Regions from separate parts of the Sus scrofa genome. Here regions 1 and 3 are each linked to region 2. Evidence: chromatin contacts called from public HiChIP or PLAC-seq data. All regions are on one chromosome and are shown on one strand. Each heading gives the region's core, a stretch centred on a gene start, on an enhancer-like site or on the middle of the called end of the contact. The rest is flanking DNA. Distances are from core to core; before and after follow the strand shown. Region 1 overlaps STARD13 (stAR-related lipid transfer protein 13). Region 2 overlaps LOC110255744 (a long non-coding RNA gene). Region 3 overlaps STARD13 (stAR-related lipid transfer protein 13).

The links. HiChIP or PLAC-seq counts read pairs in DNA pulled down with a chosen protein or histone mark.
Region 1: a contact with region 2 is called in an H3K27ac HiChIP or PLAC-seq map of alveolar macrophages. The contact joins two enhancer-like sites. A contact is called at or near these places in 1 of 47 Hi-C or Micro-C datasets (embryonic fibroblasts) and 1 of 2 datasets of contacts at active chromatin or transcription factors (alveolar macrophages).
Region 3: an H3K27ac HiChIP or PLAC-seq map of skeletal muscle shows a contact between it and region 2. The contact joins two enhancer-like sites. A contact is called at or near these places in 1 of 47 Hi-C or Micro-C datasets (embryonic fibroblasts) and 1 of 2 datasets of contacts at active chromatin or transcription factors (skeletal muscle).

What each region holds. Positions count from the first base shown.
Region 1 is chr11:9,657,682-9,661,248 of Sscrofa11.1, reverse strand. All of the region lies in intron 1 of STARD13 (stAR-related lipid transfer protein 13), which reads left to right. Among named protein-coding and RNA genes, the nearest start is that of STARD13, 79 kb to the left of the region's middle. Within about 2 kb of position 1,303, at least 25 of the 83 cell types and tissues checked have an H3K27ac peak or open chromatin away from gene starts, as enhancers often do. A contact at or near this core is called in alveolar macrophages, where this site is marked.
Region 2 is chr11:9,864,373-9,867,684 of Sscrofa11.1, reverse strand. All of the region lies in intron 3 of LOC110255744 (a long non-coding RNA gene), which reads left to right. Among named protein-coding and RNA genes, the nearest start is that of STARD13, 130 kb to the right of the region's middle. Within about 2 kb of position 1,599, at least 29 of the 83 cell types and tissues checked have an H3K27ac peak or open chromatin away from gene starts, as enhancers often do. A contact at or near this core is called in alveolar macrophages and skeletal muscle, where this site is marked.
Region 3 is chr11:9,615,839-9,618,901 of Sscrofa11.1, reverse strand. The region is part of intron 1 of STARD13 (stAR-related lipid transfer protein 13); the gene reads left to right. Among named protein-coding and RNA genes, the nearest start is that of STARD13, 120 kb to the left of the region's middle. Within about 2 kb of position 1,346, at least 43 of the 83 cell types and tissues checked have an H3K27ac peak or open chromatin away from gene starts, as enhancers often do. A contact at or near this core is called in skeletal muscle, where this site is marked.

The DNA of each region.
Region 1 (3,567 bases), core at 54-2,553, 210 kb after region 2:
ATGGCACCTATGTTTCCACCAGGGTCTCAGACGTCTGTTAGGAAGTGCAGGTTGTCCACAGTCATCTTAAGACTGCCAATGCCATGCTTTCTGCAGGACCGTGGAGATGGGGCAGGTGGGGCACAAACGCAGTGCCCTGGTTTAAAGGTAGGACTCTGTTGTGGTTCTCAGAGTTACCCGTATGACATTGTGATCTAGGGGATGTGACAGGGATGGGCCCGATCTTCTGTGCAGTGAGTAGAGTGGGCACCGCGTGGGCACTGACATTCTCTAACCCACCAGTCTCTCTGGTGCTCCCCTGCAAAAGAAACACGTCTCTGTCCTTCACAATCCTAAATCCTGCACACCGGCAGGATTATGACCTGTGAAATGCACAGGATCCAATTTAATGGGAAAAGCACTTTCAAATGAACATATTGCTGAATTATTTGATGTGGGAAAAGTTATAAAACCATCTAAACAAATGTTCTTCTTCGTGGATCATGAGATCTTCCGTGAATTGATTTTGAGCAGTTCACCTGTAATTCAGGAGAGACACGTACATACCTGCTGGGTCAGTACTGTTTATGGTGACAACATTGGTTTTCTGCCAACTGCTTCAACATCGTATTAGAAATGTTCTGTGTCTAGGCCTTGAACGTCGGGATTTATAAAGTGAGACCTATTCAAAACTGAAACTGTTGAGTACATGCAAAAATATGCAGAGGGGGAGAACTAAATACAGCCTGCAGAGCGAAAACCTTCTTAGGACTCAGTGTGGTTAAAGCAAATGACAGGGGACTGGTGTGCAGCTATTTCAGTGTTGCACATGGAATGTCTAGCACTCCTTTATCGCTGCTGCCCGCGCCGAGGCGGCCTCTTGAGGCCTGAGGCCATCCCAGCCAGCCTCACCCATGTTCTCATCGCCCTCTTGTCAAAAATAGGCAGGACACGGGGGTGGAGCAACCAAGAGCAGATTAAAGGCAGCGAATTCCAAATAAAGGGCAGCCTCTGAGACATAAAAGCTACCCACAGTCTCAGATAAATCATACATTCAACCAGAATAAATTGAAGTAGAAGGTGATGGGGTTTCCTTTTTTAGGCGCGAGAGGACCGTGTATCATATGGAAAATATAAACACAGTAGTGATCTAAATGCCTTGTTTAATATGTGATTATTTTTACATCTGAAGCCTTTCGGGATGAATAAAACCTGTTTGTTCGGATTTTGGGGGCTTTATCAGAAATTTGCAAAGGTAGGGTTTTGCTGGAGACGGTTTTTGGTTGGTTTTGGTTTTGGTTTTGGTCTTTTTACGGCCACACCCACGGCATATGGAGGTTCCCAGGCTAAGGGTTACAGCCATCGGCCTCTACCACAACCACAGCAACACCAGATCCAAGCTGCGTCTGCGACTTACGCCACAGCTCACGGCAATGCCGGATCCTTAACCCATTGAGCAAGGCCAGGGATTGAACGCACATCCTCACAGATACTAGTTGGGTTCGTTACCCACTGAGCCATGATGGGAACTCCTGGTTGGTCTATTTTGAAAAGGAAGTGAATTAACTTTTGAAATTATATCCAGGATTAGATGTTACTTATTTAAGTAGCAGCCTTACCTGATAAGCTAAACAGCGTGCCAGATCTGAGGCTTGCAGAAATAGCTTTCAAAATTCTCATCTATGTTAAAAATTTTTTCGTTATGGCTTACCCTAGGGGAAGAAGTAACCCAACGTATAGATATGGCTTTACTTGCTACCGACAGCCAGTTAGACCTTGTGACAAAAAGAAACTTTGAGAAGTATAAACATGGGTGTCCACTTCCTAAGAGTCTACCAGCCTATTACATGTTGCTGACATAATGATGTCTCAGATACTTCCTCTTTGAAAATACAAAAATAAACGACTCTGAAACCAAAAGGTCTACAAACAGTGGCTATTCAGTCTCTACATCTGTGCTGAAGGCACAGGGTTTTCTCATGACGACCGCAGCTGGGCTGGATGCAGCATGCTAATCTGGCACCCTGCGTTTGTAGAGCTTCCATTTTAATGAAGTGATTCATTTGGAAAGAGGTAGTGCAAAGAAGACAAGGCCCAAAGACTCCAGTGGCCTGAGAGGGTTCAGAGTCACATCATCTTATTGATGTGATCACACTGGCAGCCCTCAGATTGGAGCCAAGGAAACCTGTCAACCTGTGCTGGCTCCCACATCCTGGACACTAGCTATTTGCCCATATACCATCTCCTTTAATTCTCTGCTCCGTCATGTGAGGTTGATAATGATATTTTGCAATTAAAAATCTGAGACTCCGAGACATTACATAACTTGTCACTAAGCATCTTAGATTCCAAACTTTACATCTTGCTGAGCCCATCCTGTTTTCTCTCCTTCCTTTATGATGTCTTCCTTCTCTTTCTTTCCCAGTCCTGTCCCATTTTCCCATCCTTTTGTGCAGTCATGTGTTCAAAGTGTATTGAGCTACTACACCATGCCTGGCCCTGTGCTAGGTGCCAGGATTCACAGTGAGCAAGGCAGACGAGAACTTGGTCTTCATATAGCTGACAGTGCATTGAGATAGGATTAAGATGGCAGAATAGAAGGACTGGAGCTCACCCTCTCTCCTAAAAACAACAAAATTTGCAACCAAATACTGAGCAGTCATCAACCAAATGACCAGACACTTTCAAAAAGATATCCTACTCCAGAAGACAAAGAGGAGGCCACATCAAGAAGTAGGAGTGGCGATTACACAATATAAGCAACCCCATACCTCCCAGGTGGGAAGCCCCACAGACTGGAAACTAACTGGTTCACAGAGACTCACCTACAGGAGTGAGAGCTCTGAGCACCACATCAAACCCCCACGTGTGGGGATCTGGCACTGGGAGAAAGAGCCCCTAGAGCATCTGGCATTGAAGGCCAGTGGGGCTTGTGTGCAGGAGCTCCACGGGACTGGGGGAAACAGAGACCCTATTCTTAAAGGGCCCACACAGACTTTCATGTGCACTGGGTCCCAGGGCAAAGCAAAGTCTCCATAGGACTCTGGGTCAAACCTGACTGCAGTTCTTGGAGGAGCTCCTGGGAAAACAGGGGTGAATGTGGCTTGTTGTGGGGAAAGGACAATCGAGGCAAAGCTCTTGGGAATATTGATCAGCATGCCTTTCTCTGGAAGTGGCCATTTTGGGAAAATCTGGCCCCACCCTCAGTGCTACTTAGGTTTATTGTAAAATGAATACAGAATTGGAAAGACATGACTTCATAGGGTTTCAGATGAAGTTTGAAACCCAGCAATATGAAGCAATGGTTTTAATAGGATGCAGTCTTAGACTGTATCTGTACCAGCTTGGATTCTAAAACAAAGGTGTCAGTACTTCCGTGTCACATCCTTAATTCTCTATAGAGCTTTTCTGTAAGGACAACACTGATCCCTAGGCAGTTACTAGGCAGTGCATATCGAACTTTTTTCTTCAGCTTGGTATATGTGAACTAGTGGGAGGTAATTGGTATCCCAAAGTAGCTGATTTTCCTTAACAATGCCTGGGAATGTCTATTGCTCACAATGTTTAGGATACAATTTTCCAGATTTT
Region 2 (3,312 bases), core at 350-2,849:
GGGGTGTTCCCTGACGGCCTAACTGTTAAGGATCTGGTGTTGTCACTGCTGTGGCTGAGGTCACTGTGGGGTGCAGGTTTGATCATTGGCTCGGGAACTTGCTCAGGAATAGCCAATAAAACAAAAGACAACCAAAAAAACCCAGCAATGAATATGCAGAAACTATATTAGCAGCAGTAGCAAAATTATAAAATTTAAAAGCACTTTTCAGATTTCTCTTACGGCGCGTCAGAGTTATCACTACAGTTGCCTGGGTTGCTGCTGTGGCATGGGTTCAGTTTCTGGCCCCAAAACTTCTGCATGCCACAGGCATGGCCAAAATACAATAAAATAAAATAAATGCACTTTTCTGTATATTCCTCTGTCCTAGGTATTGTAAAAAGAGAGTTAACAAAAGTGGAAGTCATTTATATGTTTAATACTTAAAACCATATTATGGAATTCCCTCAAGGCTCAGAGGGTAAAGGATCTGGTGTCGTAGCTATTACTCTGGTTACAGCTGTGGGGTGATTCAATCCCTGGCCTAGGAACTTCCACATCCTGTGGGCATGGCCAGAAGAAAAAAAATATATATTTTATAATGTGTCTTGTCATACAAGTTATTCAGACAAAGAACTTAATATGACACAAGTAGTTAACATGAATAAATTACTGAATGCTAATATTAATATCATGTATGAGAAGACGGGAAATTGCTGCATAATCAAGTAGGATGATGTGTTCGGGAGAGATCTGCACATTAAGAATGAGACCCAAAGGAAATTGCTACCATGAGGGTATTTTAGGAACTGACCAATTATTCTAATTAATTTAGTAGTAACAATTCTCATTATTATGTTAGTAACTATGCTGTTGTATTTTCTTATTTTAAAACTTGCTTCAAAGACCTCCTTGTCTGAAATAAATGATACAATGTAATAAATGTAGAAAGATGTTTTGCCCGAGATGAAAAAAGATTTAAATCATCCATTATAGGAGAAGGGGAGAAGACAAGGAATAATTCAAAACAATTCAGAACCATCCATAACCTCCTCCTTCTTTCTACCAGCTTTACTCAAAGGTCATATATACACAGCAAGTATTTCTATCCTGTTTAGAAGATGGTAAAACTGAGACATAAATATTTAAATATTTTACTCAAGCCTGGTAAGAAAGTAAGAGATCCACATGAAGAGAGTGTTCAAGTTTTTCAGTCCTTTAACTTGGGAGCTCATGCCGCTCTTGTAAATGTTTATCATTTATCTTTGAGGGTTTTTCAGATAGTTCCCCGTATAGAGAAACTCCTATTAAGTTAGCATTTTCATAACAATTCTCTAACGTAAAACAGAAACACTTCTTTCCAAAGTTTCAAGTGATATCAGAGAAAACCTTATGTGATAGGAAAAGCTGATGTGAATATTTTTTTAATTGGAAGTACAATTACAAAAGTGGATGAAATAGGGAAATTTCTGATTTGCTTCTCACACGTTGCGTATTCATTCTCTGAGCAGTTTTTATGGTCTACGCGAGCTAAGCTAGAAATATCTACATTGCTACACACGAAAGCCAAGCTCTCAGTGAGGTCCCGAGCTGAAGGAAGTGAAGGCAGGAAATAAAGTCCCTGAGTCATGTCGTGGGAATGTATGGCTCGTAAGCTTTGATAACATTCAACGAAACCACACTGTTGATTTTGGAAGATTTGTCGTGGGAACCCTAAGTACAGTCCTTACTCTCTTGGGGTGCATTTGTTTTTATGTTTCCTACTGTATTTAAGTGGTTTGGGATGGCTATTTCTTTTTCTGGTGTGGCGGCAGAAAAAAACCTTGAAATTAAATCTCTATAGAATGTGTCACAGAAGTTCTCTATTTGGCAGTTGTCCTAGGTGGCCAACTGGTCACCCTTATTTTGCTAATGAGAGTGAAAAAAGCCAAGCAAGGGCTCCGCTTCAATCCAAAAGCTATTTCGCTCAAGCCTCCAGCCAGTCTGGCGGATTGCAGTCCTATCATCCAATCTTGTTGACCCCTGTTCTCCTTTCAACTCTTTTTTTACTGGTAATAGGTGATGACCCAATGCAGTGTGTCAAAAATAAACTGAGAAAGCTAGTGCAAAGGCCTGGGGAGATAGAGCATGAGGGCCTTAAACTCTAATGGTTCTGTTTTATACGTCCTTTCCATGCACTCTGACGTTTGCCTCCATCAGGTCTGGTTGCTTCTCAATTCCTTGCAAACTGGGCATCTGATACACCTTCCTATTTAGACCCTGTTCTAGTTTATTCTTTCAATTTAACAAATATGTACAGGAGGCATATTGAGTGCCAGGTTCATCCTTCTAGAGGCTGAGATACAAGAGTAAAAGGAAAATCTCTCTCCTCCTAGTACTTACACTAGTGAGGTGAGAAAACAATGAGCAAGGTTGAGCAAAATGTATAATATGCTGAGTGTGATAAATGTGCTAGTCCAAAAAAAAAAAAAAAAAAAAAGAAAGAAAAAGGCAAAAGAGGGTAAGGAGTTGGCAGGGGTGGAGTGTTTGCATTGTAGATTGGGAGGTTGGTAGATGCTGCATTGAGAAGGTGGTGCTCGATCCAGTGGGGGAAGGAAACGTCTGCTGTGCTTCCATCCTAAGGGCTGGAGGTCTGGAGCGCCTTCTGTCCCAGTTGTAAAGGGACCTTTGAGGTGAGCAGCTAACACTGGTAGTGTGATATCCTGATGAGCACAGATTCCATTCCCAAAGTAGTTCTGTCTTTCTGGGTTTACCACTTGGTCGGTCTTTGAGGAATCTGCACTAACTCGTTCAGGGTCTCATGGGGAGGCGTCAAATGTTAACTCTCCCATGGGGCTCTTCCACAAGCCCCACTCTTTGACCTTGAGTGTAGTCACCCTCTGGCTAGTTTCTTTGACTGAGCTGGAAACTGTAGATTTGGGGGCTAAATGGTTAGAGGCTGAATAGATCCTAGATTTATATTTTCTGGACTTGAATTTTTTTTTTTTTTTTTGAACGTGCACTGCAAGCTTTTATATAGTTGATACAGGAAATAACTAACTTTTAAAAAACTAAATTTTAGGGAGTTCCCTGGTGGCTCACTGGGTTAAGGACCCCAGAATTGCCACTGTTATAGCGTGGATTCTATCCCTGGCCCTGTAACAGCTTCTGCATGTGGTGGGCATGGCCAAAAAATAAAATAAAATAAATAAAAAATAAAAAACTAGGGGTTCCCGTTGTGGCTCAGTGGTAATGAACCTGACTAGTATCCAGGAGGATGCGGGTTCTATCACTAGCCTAGCTCATTGGGTTAAGGATCTGGCGTTGCTGTGACTGTGACATAGGCTAGAAGCC
Region 3 (3,063 bases), core at 97-2,596, 250 kb after region 2:
GACCCCTAAACGAGGATCGCCCCTCTTGGTCTGGGACAGACCAGCAGCTTTTTTCCTCTGGTACGTGCCGTAGCTACTGAGCCAGTTTTAAAGGAGAGGATTTATAGGAAATCCAGCTGTGAGTTTTCGTTTTTCTCTTAGAGCTAGAGGCGGGGCCAAAACCACCCTCAGACCAGGCACAGCATTGACCAGGCTAGAAGGATGTGGAACAGTCTCACTGACAACAGCTAAGCACGGGGGAAATATTAGCTGGCAGAGATAACCAAGAGGAAACACTCAGCGACAGATGCACCATCTGTCAGTTTCAGAGACGCGATTTTCAAGAAAGCAGAAAATGAAATGAAGACAAGAATGGTTTTGTTTCAAAGGTACAGCACAGCTTAAGGACGTTTTTAAACAAAGTAAGTTTGTATTCCATTGAAGAGGCCCTGGCATGGGTAAGACAACACTTATTTCCTATTTATACTGGGAGTTGTGTTATGGATGTGTATAAAGTGTTCTTTGGGTGTCCTTGATATTTAGAGGGACGATCTTGTAGCAAGAATTTGATTTAAGATTTAAAGCAGTGGCTCTCCTTTTGATTATTCACTTTAAAAACATTTGAAACTTACAGTAAGATTTATTTACTTTAACCTCAGAAAATTGTTTTATCTCAGTTAGTGTAAAGATACTGATATCAGGTTTTCTTTCTTATTTTTTTGAACTATGGGCAGAATTACCTGTATCTTTCCTCAAAGGCAACTGAGCGAGAAAGTGTCCTCTCAGATGTGAGAGGCTGGCAGAAAATGCTGTCTATTGGGTACTTAACTCCCTGAGATCAGTTGCAGAAATAGCCGTGAACATGAGCTAAACTTCTATATGCCTTTCCTCCTAATGTTATTGTGTTGACATAGTTTTTAAAGAAAGCTGCGTCTGGATCTTCTTTATAAACTGCCATAGAAAACAATCCTGCTGGATATGTTTAATACATTTTCAAACGTCTTAGTTTTCAAACAAAGTTGGACTTGTGCTGTTTGTTATTGTGTGTTACACCTAAGACATCTGCATTTCATGTCCCATATCATGTGTTTTATTAGGCTGGGATGTGTCTCATTCCAAAGAGATCTAAAGCAGTGATTTGGAATGATACGTTTACACAAGCAGTAGCAGAAAGTTTGGAGGGGGATCACAGGATCCCCTGTGTTAGAAAAGGCAGTTCTCTTAAAATTGACACAGGCGAAAAGGGACTTACTTTGTGCTGGCGTTAGCAAGCCGTGGAGTCCCAACCAGAAGTGGAAGAAGCACAGGCCGTAAACTGGCAGAAGCAGAAACCACTCAGTGTTATGGCCCAATATGGATGTCAGAACTTCAGAGCATGTGTGGGAAAGTGGCTGCCGTCCAACGTCTGGAATCATTTATCTTCGGGCCGAGTCTAGAGGACAACTGTTTTTTGCATTTACAGAAATCCTTGCTGATTGATTTCATTTACATAGAGTCAGCAGAGTGCCCGGTGGTGGGACAAGTACGAATGGGGCCGAGTATTGATCTCTTTCTGCCTTTGCTGACATCCTGGTCTCGTTAGTGTTCCTGGCACCTTTGAATGAGGTGGCGCTGTTCCGAGCAACCACACGCTTTCTACAGGGCCCCCTTTCCACACGTTTCGTAATAAATGCCACGTTGATGTCTTGTCTTATTCGGGCAGTCAGAAACTGAAAGTTGCACATTTTGTCTTACTGTCTTTTCAGAAGCTTAACTTGTTTCTAGAGTCTAGATTTAAGGGGGCGGGGGGAGAGAATATCAGTGGACGGAATTCTCTGTAGACTCGCTTCTGCTTATGCAGTTGTTTAGAGATGTGTGCGAGACGGCCTTTCGGAGATTCTGGAACATACTCTCTGTGATGTATACCTTATCTGTCTGTGAGGGTCAGATACGCCCGCCAGTATGTTCTGCGAGTGCTGAGCTCACATGCGCTGACATATGCTGACAGGTGACAGGATAGCATCCAGACCCATTTTTCTAATGTGTGAAAGAATGCCAATTTCTGACAGTGTCCTGTCAGGCCTGATGAAGACACTTTGAATTTATTGCAGGGACCAAGGTAACAGTCAGAAGCCTTGGATTTCAGCCGCTCCTCTTATGCTGCCTACCTCGGCAACCTTGAGGAAAAGAATAACCTTCTAATAAATCTGTGTCACTGCTTAAAAATACAGCGAATCACTCCAGCCATCTCTTTGACGCCCAGAGACATTTCAGATGTCAGCAAGATATTTATATTGTGTCCTGTGCTGTTAGTTTTTAGCATGTGTGTCACTTATCAAGTTGCCTCTGTGTCCTTAGACTGAAAAAGCTGAAAAACTCTGGTCACTGAAAACAAAATTCTGTAATCTTATACAGTGATGCTTTTGCTTGCAGTAGCCTGCTCTTGAAGCTACTTGTACTAATCTTTTTTCTGTTTGTAATTATCGTTTGATTTTCTCATCACAGTTCCTTGCATTGTGAAATAACAGGCATTCTCTCAAACAGGTTGAAGTTGTAGAAGCTAGGTTAAAATGGGTGCAGTCTGCCCTGATCTGGTGTGCTTAAATATACATAATTTTTAGAATTCCTAATTCCAGTAAGTGGATAATAATGCAAACTGTCACCTAATATTTTCTAACGTTTATATAGACATATATATCATATTCAAATAAATCATACTCATCTTCATATAAGATATGGATATTTGTGTGTATACATAGAGAATCTCTAAAATATTCCAATAAAAGCAACAGTATATACAATATTAAAAAATAGGAGCTGTTAGTGTATTCTCATTTTTGAACCATTTTCATTTTAAGTGATAAATATAACAGCTTAGTATAGTGCAGATGACATCAGGAGTCAGAAGTCAGAAGTCGCACCTGCCAAGTTCAGCTGCTAATACCACTACACTCCAGACAAAACCATCCCTGTGGGCACTGTTCGCTGAGTTTGAATTCTTAAAGCGCAGCTGCCCTGTGAGCCATGCCACTCGATTGTGTGACCTTGGGCAAGTCACTTAACCCCACCGACTCATAGTTCTTCTGCTACAGTATGAGAATATGT